Linked DNA regions of Sus scrofa: all the other regions are linked to region 2. A link is a contact called in public HiChIP or PLAC-seq data. All regions are on one chromosome and are shown on one strand. Each heading gives the region's core, a stretch centred on a gene start, on an enhancer-like site or on the middle of the called end of the contact. The rest is flanking DNA. Distances are from core to core; before and after follow the strand shown.

Region 1 (2,700 bases), core at 62-2,561, 160 kb before region 2:
TTCTGCTCTTTGGTTCCCACTGGGATGCTGGAAGCCTCCGTTTTGTCCTTTTCACCCTCCACTTCTTTTTTTCTTTTCCTTTCTAAATTTCTCTGTCAGCCTGCTTTGCTGTAAACGATCAGATGCACAAATAACAATAGCTTCCTGGGAAAGGGTTGCTGCTCAGGTGATGGATCTGTGCCAAGAAGTGGAGGGAAGCCCACAACACAGTTTCAGGGAAACTGCAGTGTTCAGATTGCAGTTTCGGGAGAATTGTTTGATTTCCATTAGTGATTCTGGCCCAGAATTCCCCTCGGAATGTAGCTCCGGGGTCTCCTCCTGGGGAGGGCAGGGTGATGGTGGGTGGGGGCACTTTGAGCTCCACGTGCCCCCCTGATACTTGGCTTTCTTGCTTTATTGGTTTAATGTTGAAGAATAGTTCATTGCCGGATTCACATCTCTGATCTTGGCGTTCACAGACACAGAGATGAAAACGAAAGCTGAGAGGTGATCAGGTTTCCCCACGGTCAGGTTTACCCCAAGAGAAAGACATGACACATCCCACGTGCTGGCTCCAGTCCTCAGCAGCTTTCTGAGAATTCCTGACCTTGAGATGTGAGGTGTCCCTGTGAGGCAGAATATTAACTCAGGGAGTCAGTGTAGGCGCATGGGCTTTGATGCATTCTTTGATATGGCCATTGATTAACATTTGTGGCTTAAGGCTCCAGGAAGTAGCATCCCCACAGCCTTGTTTACTATAGGGAATGTACCTACGCCCAGATAGACATTAGTCCCTGATTCCCTGTGACTCAGTTTATCGGAGGAAAAGTCCAAGAAACTATGAGACGTAAGGGACATGTCCACCCCCAGGACCCTATTGCACAAGGACTGATATAACTAAGCAAGGCCAATGGGAGAAGACCACATCTCTCTGGACCCCACGTTGGTACCCCCACCCCATCTTTAAGGAATAAAACCTCTATAGAACAATAGAGAAATGGGGGCTCTTCTCCCCCCTCCCAGTAACCCTAGAAGCTATCTGCTTTCCATTAATAAAAACTTGCTTGCTTGCTGCCTGTGTGTTCGCGGAGTTCATTCTTCGACCGCCGTGAACAAGAACCCAGATTCCAGTATTATCTTTCTGGCATCACCTGTGGTAGGGCTCGTCCACCTCACAGGGCTAGTCAAATGCCTGCTGCTCAGCTAAGTGTCAAGGAAGCAAGATCTAGCTCCCTGGTTGCTGAGACGTCCAGCCAAGAAGCTCTGGCACAGGAAGGTCTCCTGAGTACACTTCCTTCCATCCTGCAGTGAATTAGCTGGGTCAGCCGGGGTCAAGGAGCAAATATCAAGTGACACATTTTCCTTCCTCCTTCCCTAGCACATCCCAGACATGGCCCCCAGGGAGCAGGAGGACGGAAATGCAGGGATCGGATGGACACTCCAGGCCCTTCAGAAAGGAGAGGGAAGTGTCCCCCTCTGTGGTCTTTCTGGCACCCTTTCCCCTCCTCCCATCTCCTCCCTCTGCAAATTGATCTTGGGTCTCCCAGAAAATGACCAGGACCAGATTCAGACAGGAAGGATGTTGCTAAGCCCAGGAGACCTCGACCTGATGGGCAGCAATGGAAAGTACATTTGTGCTATGAGCTCCTACTTTGTGCATTACAGATATTTTCTCTCTCTCTCTCTCTTTTTTTTTTTTTTTTGTACTTTTAGGCCCACACCCGTGGCATATGGAAGTTTCTGGGCCAGGGGTCAAATCAGAGCTGCAGCTGCCAGCCTACACCACAGCCACAGCAACACCAGATCTGAGCCATGTTTGCAACCTACATCACAGCTCACTGCAACGCCAGATCCTTAACCCGCTGAGCGGGGCCAGGGATCAAACCCATATCCTCATGGATACTAGTCAGGTTCATAACCCACTGAGCCACAACGGGAACTCCCTACAAATATTTTCTTATTTCATTCCCAGGCAGTCCTGTGAGGGCTGCTTTCATGTCCATGCCCACTTCTCAAAAGAGGAAAACAGAACAGAGAGATGCAATCATTTGCCCAGGACTGAGAACAGCTGTCAGCATTGGCCAATCCGGGATTGGAACCCAGGCAGTCTGACCCCAGAGACCTCTCTGCAAGGAATATGATTGGGGTCTAAACCGGTGAGAGACTCTTGGGGCCTGAGCTTCTGAGAAATGTATCGTCAAGGGAAGGATGAAGTTTGCCGGATTTGGCAAATGAAAATGCACCATGCCCAGTTAAATCTGAATTTCAGATAAACAACAAGTAAAGAGTGCTTTAGTATAAGTCTGCCTCATGTTGTGAATCTGAAATTCAAATCCAGCTGGGTGTCCTATATTTTGTCTGGCAGCTCTAACTACAGGGCCAGTTTCATTTCTCTCTCTGTCTTGTCTTTGTCTTGTATTAAGTATGCTATCTGCCTGTTTTCTTGGATTCCTCCAGTGTCCTCCTGTGCTTCTGCATATAATCTTGCGTCAGAATCAATTGTTAGCAATGATTGAATATTGCTTAAGTGTTCATGATACGCTAGGGCTTGGATATTGTTCAGAAAGTGGTGACCTGTGCCCTCTGGGCAGCAGGTGTTGGGATTTGAGCCCTGGGCATCTTTGCTTCCCTGTAGATGTAGAAGTAACTGCTGGTGAGAGTGGGAGGTGCCACTGGGGGACTGGAAGACTTAGATAACTTGCCTCCCGACTCAACCAGAAG
Region 2 (2,700 bases), core at 180-2,679:
CTGTAACAACCAGTGACCCTCCAGTCTCTCCTGATCTACCCATACACACCTTTAGAAGGCACCTACTGTGTGTCAGGCACGGCAGTGGGGTGCAAGACTGCAGATACCCATCCATCCTGATCCTTGCCCTCCGGATGCACGTCATCCAGCAAAATTCTATTGCGTTTAGAAAAAAGCGGCTTCAAACCCCTCCTGTCCACGCTGTTTGTTACTCGCTGGATCTGTTCCCAGTATTTAAAAATCAAAGCTCTGGAGCCTGTACCAGACTCAAGCCCCTTGCCTGCCCTGTGACCCTGGGGGGGTTGTGACCTTGGCCGCACTGACACTTCTCAGCCCCAGCGTCCTCATCTGTACAGTGTTGCTGGGTTGTTTCTCAGCCCAGAACCGGGATGGGGGAGGTATGCAGAAGATGATGGTGCTGGCAGGGAGAGGGGCAGCAGCAGCGGGGAAGCTGGGGAGGGGCCAGGAAACCTGGACTTGAACGTGGTATGTGCAGTGTCAGCGTTTTGCCTGCCAGGACGCACTCCCCCCAGCCTTGGTCATTGATACCCTTTGTTTTCTTCCCTTCCTGTTTCAGATCGCTGCAGGCTTCTCTGAAACCTTCAGTGGACCAGCAGAGGGCTAGTCAGGCACTTGGGTCCTGGCCCCATGTGTGCTGACCACTGAGGTGACCGCCCTGGTTGGTGGACACGCTTCTCAATCCCTTGAGCCTTAGTTTTCTGCCCTGTCAGTTAAGTGGATTGGGTAACCAGGCTGTCTGGCTTTTTATTTTAATCCAGCATTCTGAGGTGGCTTATACCCACTTTATGGTTGAGTTCATTTGCTGGTTACTAGCTGTGTGCATTTGGCAAATAAGTCCGTTCACTGTGCTTCAGCTCCTCCTGCATCAAATGGGGGAAATGCTGGCATCCACCCCCTGGGTAAGGATTGACTCGGTTCTGCCCTTGGACAAAGGCTGTACCCCTAAACCAGAAACTCTTCGTAGTGGCTGGGTCTGGAACCAGCTTTGCTGAGATGTTTTGCTGCTGGTTCTTCCTGAGCTGGAGGTAAAGTCTCCTGTCCACTAAGGATTTAGGGTTCTGGCAGGATCCACTGAGCTTTATGACACCCCCACCCCCACCTATCCTGGCGCCTCCGAGGCTAGAAGAGCGCCTCAGCCTGCATGAAGGAAGCAGCACATGCGCACACACATAAAATTTGCACACACACACACACACACATACACCCTCCTCTCGCTACGGAACCCAGGGGCTGCTCAGATGGGGCAGGAAGGAAGCCAGCCTCCCCAGCTAATCGGCCAGAGCATCAGGGGGGGTGATATGGCGTCGGGGTGGGGCGGGGTTGGGGGGGAGTGGGGGGGGCACAGCCAGACCTGCATCTGTGTGCACAATGACCTCATGCTTTCTCTCCATCCCTGCCCCCCACCCCAGGATGAGGGAGCAGCCAATGAGCACTTGGCTGCTTATTGCCCAGCCCCAGGGGGAGGGCGGGAGCCAGGCTCCCAGCTGCTCAGGGAAACACAATTACAGGCAGGGCTTCAAAGAAGCCGCAGGCTCCGGCGATTCAGAGCTACTCCTCTTCACCCCCCCCCCCACCCCTCTATTTAGCTTTTTAGAAAAGTTGGGAAGAAAGGGCGCACTGACCGTGCTTTCTTCCCACCCTCAGCACCGGACTCTCTGCCGTCTCCATGGCTGCAGCCAGTCCTTCGGTGGCCAGGCATCACCCTTTCCTAGGATGGGGCTGGCAGTGCCATCAGGGTGAGCGGGCAGGCATGGCTCACTGTCCCCTGGCAGCCTGGTGGTCACCATGTGCCCTGCAGCCACAAGCGAATTGTCCAGACCAGCCTTGGGGTGGAGGGAGAGGTGGGAGGGTCAGTCTCTCGGCAGTGATTCCCCCCAAAGCACAGATGGGAGCCATTTGATGTTTTAATTTTTTTTAATGCAATTAATTCAGAAGTGGCCATTCCATTGATTTAGAATCTGTGAGCTGCCCCCAAGGGAATGGTGGATGACAAGAGAGGGCTTGAGGGGAGAATTCATAGAATTGAAGACCACGCTGCCAGTGACTGACCCAGGGTCAGCTCAGAGACAAAGGCTTTGCCACCTAGACTTCTGGAGGTGACCTCCTTGCCAAGAAAGTCAATGGCATTATAAAGAGAAAATGCAGATACTAATAAAGGGTTTTCAACTGAGATCCCATTTTACTAGAGTCTCAACCAACCAACAGATTTGGAGTTTGCGGCTATGCAAACTATACGCCAGGCACTCTGTGTGTGTGGGGGGGGGGGGGGAGATCAATTCCCTGAGGCTGCTTAACAGATCACCACAAACTTGGGGGCTTAAAATAACAGTAACCCATCTTCTCGCAGTTCTGGAAGGCAGAAGTCAAAATCAGGCTGTCCTGGAGGTTTGAGACGGAAATCCATTCTTTGCCTCTTCTGGCTTCTGGTGGCTGCCAGCCTTCTTTGACATGTGACTTTGTCACTTCAGTCTCTGCCTCTGTTCTCACACCACCCTATCTGTCGTCTGTGTGTCAGTGTCAAAACTCCCTCTGCTTCCCTCCTAGAAGGAGCCATGTGATTGCATTTAGAGTCCACCTGGATAATCCAGAAAAAAGCTCTTCCTCTCAAGAATCATAATCACACTTTTTTTTTTTGTCTTTTAGGACCATGCCTGTGGCCTATGGAGGTTCCCAGGCTAG
Region 3 (2,700 bases), core at 59-2,558, 230 kb before region 2:
AGAAGAGGGTACTGCGACCTTTTTCATGTTTTATCCAGACCCTGAGTCTGTGAGTCAGCAGGCGTGGCATTCAAAAAAGAAAGGACCAAGGGAAAAAAAGATTAGGAGTACCCACTGTGGCTCAGCAGGTTAAGAACCCAGCATCATGTCTGTGCAGATGCAGGTTTGATCCCTGGCCTTGCTCAGTGGGTTAAGGATCTGGCATTGCCACAAGCTGCGGCATAGGTTGCAGATGCAGCTCAGATCTGGTGTTGCTGTGGCTGTGGCGTAGGCTGGCAATTGCAGCTCCAGTTTGACCCCTGGCCTGGGAACTTCCATATGCCACAGGTGCAGCCATAAAAAGAAATGAATAAAAAGGTGGGAGGACCAACTGTGTGCCTGTTCTTTCGTGGGGGCAGGGCTTTCTTATTTCATAAAATTAAATAACATTAGGCCACTGTTTATTTAATTCCAACAGCCTTTCCAATAGGAAATTTCTCCCAGATTCTGTTACTTGATGTTTCAATGTTGGAAATATGAGTGAATTCTTAGCATTTTCTGTGACTTAGGTATTTCAGTGGGAAATTGGAAAGGTTGCATTAAGGCTTCCGCTCATAGGCTATTTCAAACAAGAACCAGAAAAACAGAATCGGATTGAATGAGGCAAGGCTCCCATTCTCCATCTGTCTCCTCCTGTTACTGACAGAATGAAATATCAGCAATGGGTATGAACAAAGACCCCACAAGCCAGCAACAGGGGTTTACAGTACTCTATCATTCAAATTAGGCAGTACTAGGAAAATGCTTTAAAATGGTACAGCATTCAATAAATGTGTGGTGGTGGTATCATAAGGTATTATTATCACTGCAGTTTTGCATGCTAAAATTGCCTCTGCTGCTGTTTTAATGAAGGATCACTTCCTCAGTGTTAAAAATAAGCACAGCATTCTGATTTGCTGACGTTCACCAGGAGCTCCACCAGTGGCGGGTACCAGCAAAGGGCTTTTAAAAGTTCATACAGAAGAAATCATCATTTCCCAAGAAGAAGCATTTATTGTTTTCCAAAGGCTGAAGGAAAGCTGTCCCCACGGGTGGCCATGGCAATATTGGGTGGAGGAATTAGAAACGTGCATGGTCGTTCTCACATGACACTCTTCTACTATAAAGAATATTTCTGAGGTTGCTGGAAGTGGTCATAACGATGTGTAATTTAAAAACACTATGGAAGGGAAAAGTGGAACCGTGAACACATGCATTCTTTCAGTGCAGCTGTGGTTAGGGAAAACACCAATATAAAAATAGGCTATTTTTAGGAACTCAATATCTCCGGCCCCATGAATGCTTCTGAGTCATATTTTATGAGGACGACACACTTGGCTACTGTTGGGCTGCAGCTCCCATCCAGCTGGGGGGGATTAAGCAGTGCTGAGCGCTTCCCAGAGAAATTGCTAGTGTGCTTCTGATTGCAAAATCTCTACTCGTGGTATTGACTTAAGTATCAAGAAGAACATGATTTGATTTCTCAAATCCCTGGTAGATAGACGACTGCTCTTAAGCTTTTGAACCATTCAGTTGGCCTCAAAAGTCTCAGGAAAGCTGTAAAATGTCTGTTTTCAGATTCTTAATGTTTAATGTGCTTAAAACTCATGGGACCGTTTTTTAATGAGATGTAGATAGTAAGTAGACCTGTTCTCATGTTTTGACTACAGCGTCTTTTTCCCTGAGGCAGATAGGAAATTCTAATGAGTTTGGAATGTATTGGCAGGAGAAGGCATATCAGATGGGAATTCGCTAAATCCATGTGTGATTGTGTATTTTAAAGCCGTGATGCCAGTCTATCCTGGTTTGATTGAATAGTGGCCAGATGGTTATTAAGAAATAGCTACATGCCCAGCCATGGTTTGAACCCACCTGGGTTTCAACAGAACTATAACAAGTTTATCAGTAAATCAAGGACATGGAATGGAAGCTTATGACATAAGACTTTTTTTTTTTAAGAATAAAAGAAACAAAGTAGAAAGAATTTTGGCTTTTGTTATCTTTGTTATTTTTAAATGGGGATATGTTACTCGAACTCCCCGAGCCTGTGTTTTCATATGTAAAATCTCCAGAGAGAATAAAACCACCTAAGAGCTGGGATGACAAATGTAAGAGGCATAGCAAATATTTGGCTCATCTTGATGAGGCGAATCAGGGATGAAATTAAAAGAAGAATCTGGATCCTGCTGCTGCTTTGGAGAATTGGTGACTGACTCTTGTCCATGTCCAGGGGTAATTTGGGTTGAAGAGATGGAAACACATTCCCCATAGCATCCAGGAAACTGAGGTAGGCACTAAGATGCTAGAAACTTCCATTTATATTTATTATTTAAATGTATTACTTGCGCTGGAAATGTTGATGTCTGCAAAATAAGTACATTCTCTCCTTATATCTAAAAGCTCTTAAAAGGAGTTCCTGTCATGGCTCAGCAGTTAACAAACCCAACTAGGACACATGAGGATTGGGTTCGATCCCTGGCCTTGCTCAGTGGGTTAAGGATCCAACGTTGCCATGAGCTGTGGTGTAGGTCGCAAAGGCGGCTGGGATCCTGCATTGCAGTGGCTGTGTCTTAGGCCAGCAGCTGTAGCTCCGATTCAACCCCTAGCTTGGGAATCTCCATATGCCACAGGTGTGGCCCTAAAACAGCGAAAGAAAGAAGGAAAGAAGGAAGAAGGAAGGAA

What was found. HiChIP or PLAC-seq counts read pairs in DNA pulled down with a chosen protein or histone mark.
Region 1: a contact with region 2 is called in an H3K27ac HiChIP or PLAC-seq map of skeletal muscle. The contact joins two enhancer-like sites. A contact is called at or near these places in 2 of 47 Hi-C or Micro-C datasets (liver and skeletal muscle) and 1 of 2 datasets of contacts at active chromatin or transcription factors (skeletal muscle).
Region 3: an H3K27ac HiChIP or PLAC-seq map of skeletal muscle shows a contact between it and region 2. The contact joins two enhancer-like sites. A contact is called at or near these places in 2 of 2 datasets of contacts at active chromatin or transcription factors (alveolar macrophages and skeletal muscle).

Annotation. Positions count from the first base shown.
Region 1 is chr10:47,706,815-47,709,514 of Sscrofa11.1, forward strand. The region is part of intron 2 of FRMD4A (FERM domain-containing protein 4A); the gene reads left to right. Among named protein-coding and RNA genes, the nearest start is that of FRMD4A, 320 kb to the left of the region's middle. Within about 2 kb of position 1,312, at least 7 of the 83 cell types and tissues checked have an H3K27ac peak or open chromatin away from gene starts, as enhancers often do. A contact at or near this core is called in skeletal muscle, where this site is marked.
Region 2 is chr10:47,868,437-47,871,136 of Sscrofa11.1, forward strand. The region is part of intron 3 of FRMD4A (FERM domain-containing protein 4A); the gene reads left to right. Among named protein-coding and RNA genes, the nearest start is that of PRPF18, 250 kb to the right of the region's middle. Within about 2 kb of position 1,430, at least 31 of the 83 cell types and tissues checked have an H3K27ac peak or open chromatin away from gene starts, as enhancers often do. A contact at or near this core is called in skeletal muscle, where this site is marked.
Region 3 is chr10:47,637,098-47,639,797 of Sscrofa11.1, forward strand. The region is part of intron 2 of FRMD4A (FERM domain-containing protein 4A); the gene reads left to right. Among named protein-coding and RNA genes, the nearest start is that of FRMD4A, 250 kb to the left of the region's middle. Within about 2 kb of position 1,309, at least 16 of the 83 cell types and tissues checked have an H3K27ac peak or open chromatin away from gene starts, as enhancers often do. A contact at or near this core is called in skeletal muscle, where this site is marked.